2 separate regions of the Mus musculus genome follow, and region 1 is linked to region 2. Evidence: chromatin contacts called from public HiChIP or PLAC-seq data. All regions are on one chromosome and are shown on one strand. The core of a region is the stretch at or near the end of the contact, and the rest is flanking DNA. Distances in the headings are between cores, read along the strand shown.

Region 1 (5,302 bases), core at 949-3,448, 290 kb after region 2:
ATGGCCTTGTTGGAGGAAATATTTCACTGGTGGTTGGCTTTAAGGTTTCAAATGCTCAAGCCAGGCCCAGTCTCTCTCTCTCTCTCTCTCTCTCTCTCTCTCTCTCTCTCTCTCTCTCTCTCTCTCTTTCTCTCTCTCTCTCTGTGTGTGTGTGTGTGTGTCTGTCTGTCTCTGTCTCTGTCTCTGTCTCTCCCTGTCTCTCTGTCTCTCTCTCTCTTCCTGCTGTCTGTCAATCCAAATGCTGAACTTTCAACTATTCCCCTTGGACTGCTATGCCCTCCACCATGACAATAATAGACTAGATCTCTGAACTGTAGGCCAACCCCAATGACTTGTTTTCCTTTGTAACAGTTACCAAGGTCATGTCATCACTTTACAGCAATAGAAACACTAAGATACCTACTTAGTGAGTTTCAGGTCATCAGGGGGCTACACAGTGAGTCCCTGTCTAGAATAGACTAACAGGACCGCACATTGGGATGGGGGAGGAATGGGATGTGTGGTGGTAGGTGAGTATGCATGTGCCGCTAGCATATTCTGGGTCAGAGAACAACTTGCAGGCACCAGCTTTCTCCTTCTACCTTGTGAATCCAGAGAATCTTACTCAGGCAGTCAGACACTGAGCCGTCTCACTGGCCCAAAGTATTTGATTTTTAAAATTGTCATTTGAGTCGCTGGCTTGGGTTCTATTTAAAAATCACTAAGTGAATTTTGACTCGGAGTTAGGAAAGATGTTTCCAACAGTTTCTAAGATGATCCTAAACATACGTATTCCATTTTTATAGTATATATGCATGCAAAGGGGGGGGGCGGAATTCTTGGCATTAATGGCTATAAATCAAAATATCAACCGATTTAAAAAATGTCAAAGATAGTTTATGTTTTGCAGCATCAAATATTCAGCCAAGATTTAATTATTTATGTAAAAATAAGTAAGTGCATGCATCTTGCTGATGGAAAGGATTACACTCATCTTTAACAAGTGGCAAAATGACACACAGACCAAATAATTGCTTTAAAATACATTTCTTTATGATTAATTTTCTGTCCATGTTTAGATTGTATCCTTATTTTATATATTTGTATATCCAGGGCTGCATAAAATTTTCTCCAGCTAAAAGAGGTAACCAGTGGGGAAAGCTGAAGAAGTCCTTCACTTACTGCTAGCCACGTGGGGGAGGGGTGCATGCACAGAGGAGGGTTGGTGTTTCTTGCAGATAGCAAGAAAGTGAAAGTTTAAGCTGAGCTTGCCCTCAGCTTGCTGCCAAGTTCACCCACCAGGTTAAGCCGCCTCCTTTCTCCCTAGCTACCAAAGTTCCAAGAGAGGAACAGGGCAGTCACGGATGACACGGCCTGGGAGAGAGTCGCAGCAGTGAGAACTCAAGGAAGCAAGGGCAAGGAGGATTCTTGTGGTCCCAAGTACTTTTAAAATCTTGTGTAAAGATATTACATTCATGTGCAATTGTGTCTTAAAACAACAGCAGCAGCAACAACAACACACACATAGCAGCAACACACACACATACACCACACACACATAACAATAACACACACACAACCAAACAAGAAAGAAATACATGAAAGTGAAAGAGGAGATTTCTACTTCTGTGTAGGATGCAGACCAGAGTTTCTGCCAAGAGAAACTGGAAAAACCAGGTTCGATTGAGAGAGAGAGAAAAAAAACCAGCTTTCAAAATCACCGCTGAGCTGGAGGAAGCAGTAAGTATAGGGAGGGGCTGAGGAGCCAGTGGCTAACTGGCTACCACTTTGCTTCTGGGGCCAGCAGATCCACGGATGGGGTGGGAGCCACAAAGCAGCTCTGTCCCTAGAGGCAATGTCACAGCTGTCCCGTGGCGCACAGGACTGTTGAAAACTAAATAGCAACATACTTGTGTTTTCGTCTGTCTCTCCCTGTAAGTTAGAAATCTAACATGTGGCAGGGTCTGTCTGTCTCCTCGTTGCTATATTCCAGCCCTGCACTTGGCACACAGTACCCATTTAGGAATAGCTGTCCGATCGAATCAAACTGAAGCTAATTGAAACAGTGGATGCTTTCTGGCTGTGGATTCCTAAAGCGTTTCTTCATGCTTCAGCTCCGTTTGGACTTTGCCCTCTGGTTCTCCCTGTAATACCTGGAAGCAGGGTGGGGTGGGGGTGGAGCAAGCTCTAGTTCAAACTCCTACTCCCAGGCCCAAGCCTTCGTCCGGAAGTCTCTCTCTAACCACAAGAGTCCGAGGTCCTCACAGAGCTTCTCAGACTGTTCTGGGAACTGGCGGGGCATCCAGTTTGTTTCCTTCAAACCATTGCGCAATCTTGCCAAGGTCTGGAAGGTCCCTCAAGTCCGACACCTGCTTCTCCTACACCTACAACAAGACCCTAAAGCCAGGCTAGCCCACCTTCAATCCCATCACCAGGCCTCTGGGTCACTCTCCACACTCTTATTGTTCCGGGAACATCCATCCCACACTGGAGGTCCCTGTAAGACCTCACTTGCAGGACGCACCAAGAACTGTGCTTTTCTGTATTTTATATCTTCTCCAGATAGAGAAATCCCCAAAACGAAAGCCCTCAAAGCTGGGATTCACTCCCAGCCTTGTTGCTGTTACAGTCGTAGACCATCTGTTTTCTCATGCAACCGACTCGGTCTTTTTTGGCTTGAATCCAAAGTAGCAACTTGGAGCACCCCCAGACAGCGCTCAGACAGTCAGGCCCGGGAAGACAGATTTGTGTGATCAACATTTACATAGGGCTTAAAACCTTTGGGTGACAATGGCTGTGGGTGTGGGTGAACATGGAGCCCTAAAAAGTTGACATGGGAACTTCACACGGTCTTGCAGTGTTTCTCTAACCCCAGAAAGTCTGGGGTGCCAAGTACCCCAGGGATTGCGCTGCCTCCAGAACCACACAATAGAGTTGATTTTTTTTTTTGTTTTGTTTTTTAATTGTAAATGATCTTAGAATGCTTGAAGTAACTAAGATTTTGAGCTGGGCTGCATTCATACATATGACCCGCATATCCTGGGTACATGTGGGTCATGGGCTTGAAGTTTGGACACGTCTGAGCCATACCTGGGGAGGGTGAATGGCTTGGTCTCTACAGAAGCTTCCCTGTTCCAGACCTGTCCTAAGCCGGTGGCCCTTTTATTTATTTATTTTTCCAATTTTTTTATTAGGTATTTACTTCATTTACATTTCAAATGCTATCCCGAAAGAAGACTGGCTTCTAGGCAGCTAGGATGAAGGTCTTTTTTTTTTTTTTTAATTTTTATTAGGTATTTTCTTCATTTACCTTTCCAGTGCTATCCCAAAAGTCCCCCATACCCTCCCCCCACACACACCCACTCACTCCCACTTCTTGGCCCTGGCGTTCCCCTGTACTGGGGCATATAAAGTTTGCAAGACCAAGGAGCCTCTCTTCCAATGATGGCAGACTAGACTATCTTCTGATACATATGCAGCTAGAGACATGAGATCTAGGGGTCCTAGTTAGTTCATATTGTTGTTCCACCTATAGGGTTGCAGACCCCTTCAGCTCCTTGGGTACTTTTTCTAGCTCCTCCATTGGGGGCCCTGTGTTCCATCCAATAGCTGACTGTGAGCATCCACTTCTGTGTTTGCTAGGCCCCGGCATAGCCTCACAAGAGACAGCTATATCAGGGTCCTTTCAGCAAAATCTTGCTGGCGTATGCAATAATGTTTGCGTTTGGTGGCTGATTATGGGGTGGACCCCCGGGTGGGGCAGTCTCTGGATGGTCCATCCTTTCATCTCAGCTCCAAACTTTGTCTCTATAACTCCTTCCATGGGGGTTTTGTTTCCAATTCTAAAAAGGGGGGAAGTGTCCACACTTTGGTCTTCCTTCTTCTTGAGTTTCATGTGTTTTGTAAATTGTATCTTCTTGGGTATTCTAAGTTTCTGGGCTAATATCCACTTATCAGTGAGTGTATACCATGTGAGTTCTTTTGTGATTGGGTTACCTCACTCAGGATGATGCCCTCCAGATCCATCCATTTGGCTAGGAATTTCATAAATTCATTGTTTTTAATAGCTGAGTAATACTCCATTGTGTAAATGTAGCACATTTTCTATATCCATTCCTCTGTTGAGGGGCATCTGGGTTCTTTCCAGCTTCTGGCTATTATAAATAAGGCTGCTATAAACATAGTGGAGCATGTGTTCTTATTACCAGTTGGAACATCATCTGGATATATGGCCGGTGGTCTTTACAATAAAACTATGGAGTGGATTTCTGTCTCTCCCTTGGATCTTATTCCGGGTGGATATCTCATCCAGTGAGTTAGTTAGAGGATAGAGAGTGGCTTCCTGGCTCCCAGGTCAGACTCATCTCTCCCCAAAACCCTACCAGAGCTTCTACAGTCTCCAAAATAACATTCTCATGGATGGTTGAAGGTCTCTGGTCACTTGATCCTAGATGGATCCAGGCTCAGTCCAAAGCTTGGATGGAAGAAATGCTACATGTCACATTAGAATCTCCAGCCATTTCACCAAGGTCCCAAAATGAATAGGGGGGGGGGGAGGCGGGGGAGGGGGGGCTGGCTCAGTGGTAAAGAGCACTGACTGCTCTTTCCAGAGGTCCTGAGTTCAATTCCCAGCAACCACATGGTGGCTCACAACCGTCTGTAATGGGATCTGATGCCCTCTTCTGGTTCTGTCTGAAGACAGCAACAGTGTACCCATATAAATAAAATAAATAAATCTTTAAAAAAAAATAGTTAATGTGGGCACCAAGACTCTCACGAAGCCCCCTGGGGCTTACTTTTTAACATGACAGGAAAGCTATGGAGGGCCATGCTGAGTGAAGTACCTTCTTGGTCTGTTACCCTATTATTGTGTTTGGCAAGTGAGGGAGTCAGGGCATTAGTTACTCTACCGCAGAGCCAGGCCTCAGCAGACACCACCAGCCACTTCCCCACAGTCAGTCAGACCTGGGCCACTGGGTCCCCTGCCTTGTTGCTTGGCAGCTTTCTTCAAGGCCTGGCCTGGGCAGCCACACCCAACATTCTCACCACACCCTGTAATTCTCGCCACCCAGAAGTTCTTGCCACACCCTGCCTGCTCCCGGAAGGTAAACAAGGCCTCCAAAGAAGGGCTGCATTGTGTGCTTGCCCTCTTGGCCTTGGCTCTGGAGGCCCCAAATGGGCCTTTGACTTACAAACTCTGGCAGATCTATAAACAGTGACTAGAACAGAGGCCCTCCTGAACTTCAGCTGACCTCCAAGCTGGTCGGTTCTGAGGGACAAGTGCCTAGGCACCTGACTCCAGTGAGCAGAATTTCTACACCAC
Region 2 (5,183 bases), core at 1,609-4,108:
CAATACATGCGAGTCGTTAGCAGAGACTCCTTCCATCATTGTCCTTTGAAGAGCTGGCTTTAGCAGAACATCCTCTCTCCTGTGTCTGCTTCAGCACAACACGCCTTCACAAGTCTGCTTTGGTCTTTCACCTGTGCCTACTTCAATGAGACATTCCTTCACGTTTGCCTTAGCAAAACACCATCCAACACAACAGACTCTCCGAAGATCCCTTAAATTCCACTTCACATAGGTCCTTTAAAAGATTCTCTTAGAAAAAAAAAAAAAAAGAATAAGAATCTTGTTCCCTTCCCATTGACCCCTCAAAGGGTATGGAGGGAGTCTAACGGTTCCCTAAGGAAATGGTGGATTATAGCTGCTTCCCAGAAGGCAAGAGTTGAATACAGAACATAAACATGGCTACAGGCTTAAACAAGAAGATGGTATGGACACGGACAGGGATTTTCTGTAGGGGTCCCCTTTAATAACATGACTTCGCATGCACTTGTGTAATATTTTATTATGCTTATGTATTTAGACACAAAGTGCGTGCCATACTGCATGAATGGAGGTCAGAGGTCAACTTTCAGGGCTCAGTTTTCTCCTTCTACCATGTGGGTTTTGGGGGTTGAACTCAGGTTATCAGGCTTGGAGGCAACGGACCATCTTACCAGCCCGATGATATTTTTGGAGACCAAGTGTCGTGTGTCCCAGGCTGGTTTAGAACTTGCTGGGTAACTAAGGAGGATGGCTTTGAAGCCCTGATCCTGCTGTCTCCACCTCTAGTGCCTGGGCTTCCATGTGTATACACAGCACTGGTTTTTATGCAGTACTTATGAGGGAACCCAGGGCTTCGTGTACACTAGGCAAACAGTTTACACACTGAGCCACATCTGTCAATTCCATTCATATCATTTTAAAGAACAGTTCTGACTGCCCGCTGCCACTTGCATGTTTTAAAATTTTTAAGGAGCTGTGGCGACTCAAGGGTTGGTCTTGGGGAGACATAGTAATTAAAGCATAAGAATAGTTCACAGAATTTCACATGGAAAAATGTCTCCGATGTGGTCATTATGACATGGGTTTGGATATGCCACCTCATTCCATGAGACAGAGTTGGGAGGAAATGACTTAGTCATTGGGGAGGCAGAACCGAATTCCAAGAAAACATAAAACACATGTTTAGGGGAACACCTTTGAAGAAGCCACATTTACCTCGGGCCAAACATCGTGTCCACAATGGGGGGTTATTCACTTCCACTTGAGAGGAGACAGGCAAAATGACTACTTTCAGTCAATGAGGTTCAGATTTTTACATTTTCCTAAGCTTTTGGCTTTCCTGACTATCCTGGCCAAAACAAAACAAACACTTTAAGGAGAGAGGCTTCTGATTGTTTATTATGACGAACCAGACATTAAGGTGCCTCTATGATCCTTGTCCCCTGGAATGCACGCTGCTGCAAAGTCCCCTCCCCTTGCGTGTAGTGAGGCCCTGTGAGTTGCTTTAGAACATGGGAAACATCTGGAATTTCACTCCGTTATGATTCCATGACGTTATGCAAGACGCAGTCTAGAGTCTCTGTCTCTCTAATCACTCTGAGAACTCAGACTTCTACCAGACCTACGTTGAAATGAGACAGAAAACGACAATGTACTGGGTGTTGTCACCGAGTGCCAGATGAGACTCAGCCATGGGTGATAACTTCTTTGCAGCCTCAGAGGACCTGGCTGCAAACAGCACTGAACACTACATACACTCCCCTCAGCCAACCTGTTGTTTTGACCCTGTATTCTTACACTGGGTTCATCTCTCTCTGAAAGTCTGAGAACTATTGGTCTTGGTTGTTTTCACCATCCTTGTGTATCATGGCACAAACTCAAGGACACTCTTGCCAGGCCACACCATCAGAGAAAAGCCACACATGGCCAACAGTGGTTTCTCCTTCACCACAAATGGAGACAGCCTAAGACACTCAGCGGGAGATGATTGTCAAACCCTTCCTCAGAATGCAACGCTTGGCTCAAAACATCTATCTGATTGCTGATGGTCCTGTATATGGAGGCCTTGGGGGGTGTGGGGCGAGGGGGTGAGCATGGTTATAATAGGATGTAAGCTCTAAATACATGCATACTATTTGACCTAAAATTCCTTTTCTAGAGGCTTATTCAAGAATATAGCTAGATAAGTGTCCCAAAATGGAGCCCGGGTTTGTGTTCCAGCAACGTTCCTGAGAACAAGAAAGCAGAAACCAGGTTGACTAGATCAGAATTACCAGAGGTTAAATAATGTGGAACCCTCCTAAACAGTCTGTGGATTTATAGTTTTTGGTCACAGAATAGTGTGTGCAAAAGTAAAAAGCTAGCATACAAGAAAATATGTAAGGTCTTCATATCCAATGTATGTGTGTTTGCTTACATGTGTGTCTAAAATGTAAGTACACAGTCTTTTAAATGTGAATAAAACTGGATGTGCAACTGTTAGTATCTGAGTCACTGTCTCATGTCTTACATGTGGTGTGTTTATTTTCTAGCTATAGCTTCTATACTTCTAGAACATTCGCATGTAAATTTTGAAGTTTTGTCCGTTTATGTCGTTGTTATTTCTAAGTGGCAGTGCCCATCTCTAACTTCTGACCTCCAGGTAGGCTGGGTGTTCTGAATGGACCAGGGAGACCTGTGTTTGTTCCTGGCTGGTGCTGAGAACACCATCCTGGCAAAGAAACTCTACCTCCTCCCACTTCTGTCCCTCAGAGAGTTGGCCACACGACTGGGGCACCAGCTGCCACTCTTTTTCTGCCCATGCTCACACCACTGACTCATACCTCAGCAACCACGCTAGTTTCAAAAGATAAGTTTTTACCACAGCGGTGTGTTCATATCAGTCACCAAATGCTATACAGACGGTTCAACCTGCGTCACCCAACCATAGCTCTGTGCTGGATGCTAATGGCACAGATAACTTTGTATGTTTAGGCAGCCAAAGAGTAGAAGGCAAGAAAAATACAAACAGAGATCATGACTATAGCCTATTTAAAAAAAAAAGTCAATATAGCATTTGTTGTGGGTTTTAAGTATCCATTTAGGAAATAAAATTGGGCTGTTTCATTTGCCTTTTTCCTTCTTCCTTTAGAGTTTTCCTAGAAGCCCTTTAAGAGGAAAGATGTAGATGGTTTGGGAGAGAAGGGTTGGTGTCCACCCTTCAACACTTGTTTCCAAGTTTTCAATGCTTGTTCTCCAGCTGGTGGCACTATCTGGGGAATCTGGGGCAACTTGGGAAGTTGTCAGTGGCTGGTGGAAGCAGCAGAGGTGGACTTTTGAAGATTGTGGTTGGCCCTTGGTTCTAGTCACTCTCTGCTCCCTGTCTACCACGATGTGAACAGCAGCCACATCTGCCACCGCCCCAACGGAGATGTTCTGGAATCATGAGCCAAAGTAAATCATTTCTTCCTTTGGTGCTTTCTTTCTTTCTTTCTTTCTTTCTTTCTTTCTTTCTTTCTTTCTTTCTTTCTTTCTTTCTTTCTTTCTTATTTCTTCCTTCCTCCCTCCCTCCCTCCCTTCCTTCCTTTCTTTCTTTTTTTAATTTATTTACATTTCAAGTGTTATCTCCTTACCCAGTCCCCCACCCCATCCCCAGAAACCTCCTATCCAACCCCCCTTCCCCCTGCTTCTATGAGAGTGTTCCTCCACCCACCCACCCACTCCCACCTCCCTGCCATTGATTCCCCTACACTGGGACATCTATCGAGCCCTTACAGGACCAAGGCCCTCTCTTCCCACCGATGCCTGAGAAAGCCATCCTCTGCTACATATGCAGCTGGAGCCATGTGTACTTCTTGGTTGGTGGCTTAGTCTCTGAGAGCTCTGCATGTCTGGTTGGTTGGTATTATTGTTCTTCATATGGAGTTGCAAACCCTTTCAGCTCCTTTCAGTCCTTTTTCTAACTCCTCCATTAGGGATCCCGAGCTCAGTGCAATGGTTGACTGCAAGCATACAGCTCTGTATTTGTAAGGCTCTGGCAGGGCCTCTCAGGAGACAGCTATATTGGGCTCCTTTCAGCAAGCATTTCTTAACATCCACAATAGTGTCTGTGTTTGGTGACTGTATCTGGGATGAATCCCCAGGTGGGACAGTCTCTGGATGGCCTTTCCTTCAGTCTCTGCTCTGCACTCCTTTGGTGGTTTCTGTCTGGGGTTCTGTCATGGTGATGCAGACATAACTAATACAGTTAGGATGAAAAATAGTTGCTCAGCAGAAAGCTGAGAATTTTCACAGATGGAAGGCATCCTACCAGCCAGCTTCTCATCCATGTGGTGGGAATGCAGGACAAGAGAGGATTTCTTCCCCTAAATAACAGGAGGCAGTTTACCCCAGCTGAGGCTACTCTACTTGGGAGCCATGGTTTGATGAACAAGATAGATGATGTAAGACTCCTGGGTCAGAGATTCAAGACAGTTGGTTCCTTACAGCAACAGCAGTGGCCATCTCAGTAGCACCTGACAGCTCCCTGCCTTGGCTGCTTTTCTCATCACCATGACAACACACCTGGGAGACTAACTTAAGAGAGGAAAGAGCACATTCTGGCTCACAGTTTCAGAAACATCTTTCTTTCATGACAGGAAGGTCATGGTGGGACAGAGCTATTTGCACTGTGGTGGCTTAGAAGCAAAAAGAAAGGAATGGACCAGAACATGGCATAGACCCCAAGGATTCACACCTGGTGACATAATTCCTCTCCCTGAGCCTCATCTCTAACACTGTACCATGTGTGCGTGTGCATGTGCGTGTATGTGTGCGTGTGTGTGTGTGTGACCTGTGTGTAGTTCTTCATGTTTGGGAAGTCAGAAGAGGGTGTTAGCTCCCCTTGGAACTAGAGTTACTGGTAGCTGTAAGCCTCCTGACCTGGGTGCTGGGAATTGAACTCAGGTTCTCTGGAAGAGCAGCAACCATTCTTAACTGTAGAGCCATCTCTTTTGTCCAGTCTTGCATCATCTTTATATACTGCCATCACACTATAAATCAAGGCGTTAGTACATTCATTAGATCAGGAAACACCCCGAATCACAATCTAATCATCTCTGGAAGCACCGTGACAGGCACATATGTGCTTTGACAATCCCCTAGGTGTGTCTATGTCTAATCAAGTGAACAATTAAGATTAAACATCTCTCTCTCTTTCCCTCTGCTTCCCATATAGACAAGGTAAG

The links. HiChIP or PLAC-seq counts read pairs in DNA pulled down with a chosen protein or histone mark.
Region 1: a contact with region 2 is called in a FOXA1 HiChIP or PLAC-seq map of pancreatic cancer cells. The contact joins two enhancer-like sites. A contact is called at or near these places in 2 of 15 datasets of contacts at CTCF or cohesin (the NIH/3T3 cell line and large pre-B cells), 13 of 484 Hi-C or Micro-C datasets (the AML12 cell line, the C2C12 cell line, bone marrow-derived macrophages and 5 more) and 16 of 115 datasets of contacts at active chromatin or transcription factors (bone marrow-derived macrophages, cardiomyocytes, embryonic stem cells and 5 more).

The regions. Positions count from the first base shown.
Region 1 is chr5:64,859,828-64,865,129 of GRCm38.p6, forward strand. No RefSeq gene overlaps it. Among named protein-coding and RNA genes, the nearest start is that of Gm31889, 17 kb to the right of the region's middle. Within about 2 kb of position 2,199, at least 182 of the 459 cell types and tissues checked have an H3K27ac peak or open chromatin away from gene starts, as enhancers often do. A contact at or near this core is called in pancreatic cancer cells, where this site is marked.
Region 2 is chr5:64,565,188-64,570,370 of GRCm38.p6, forward strand. No RefSeq gene overlaps it. Among named protein-coding and RNA genes, the nearest start is that of Gm31423, 36 kb to the left of the region's middle. Within about 2 kb of position 2,859, at least 21 of the 459 cell types and tissues checked have an H3K27ac peak or open chromatin away from gene starts, as enhancers often do. A contact at or near this core is called in pancreatic cancer cells, where this site is marked.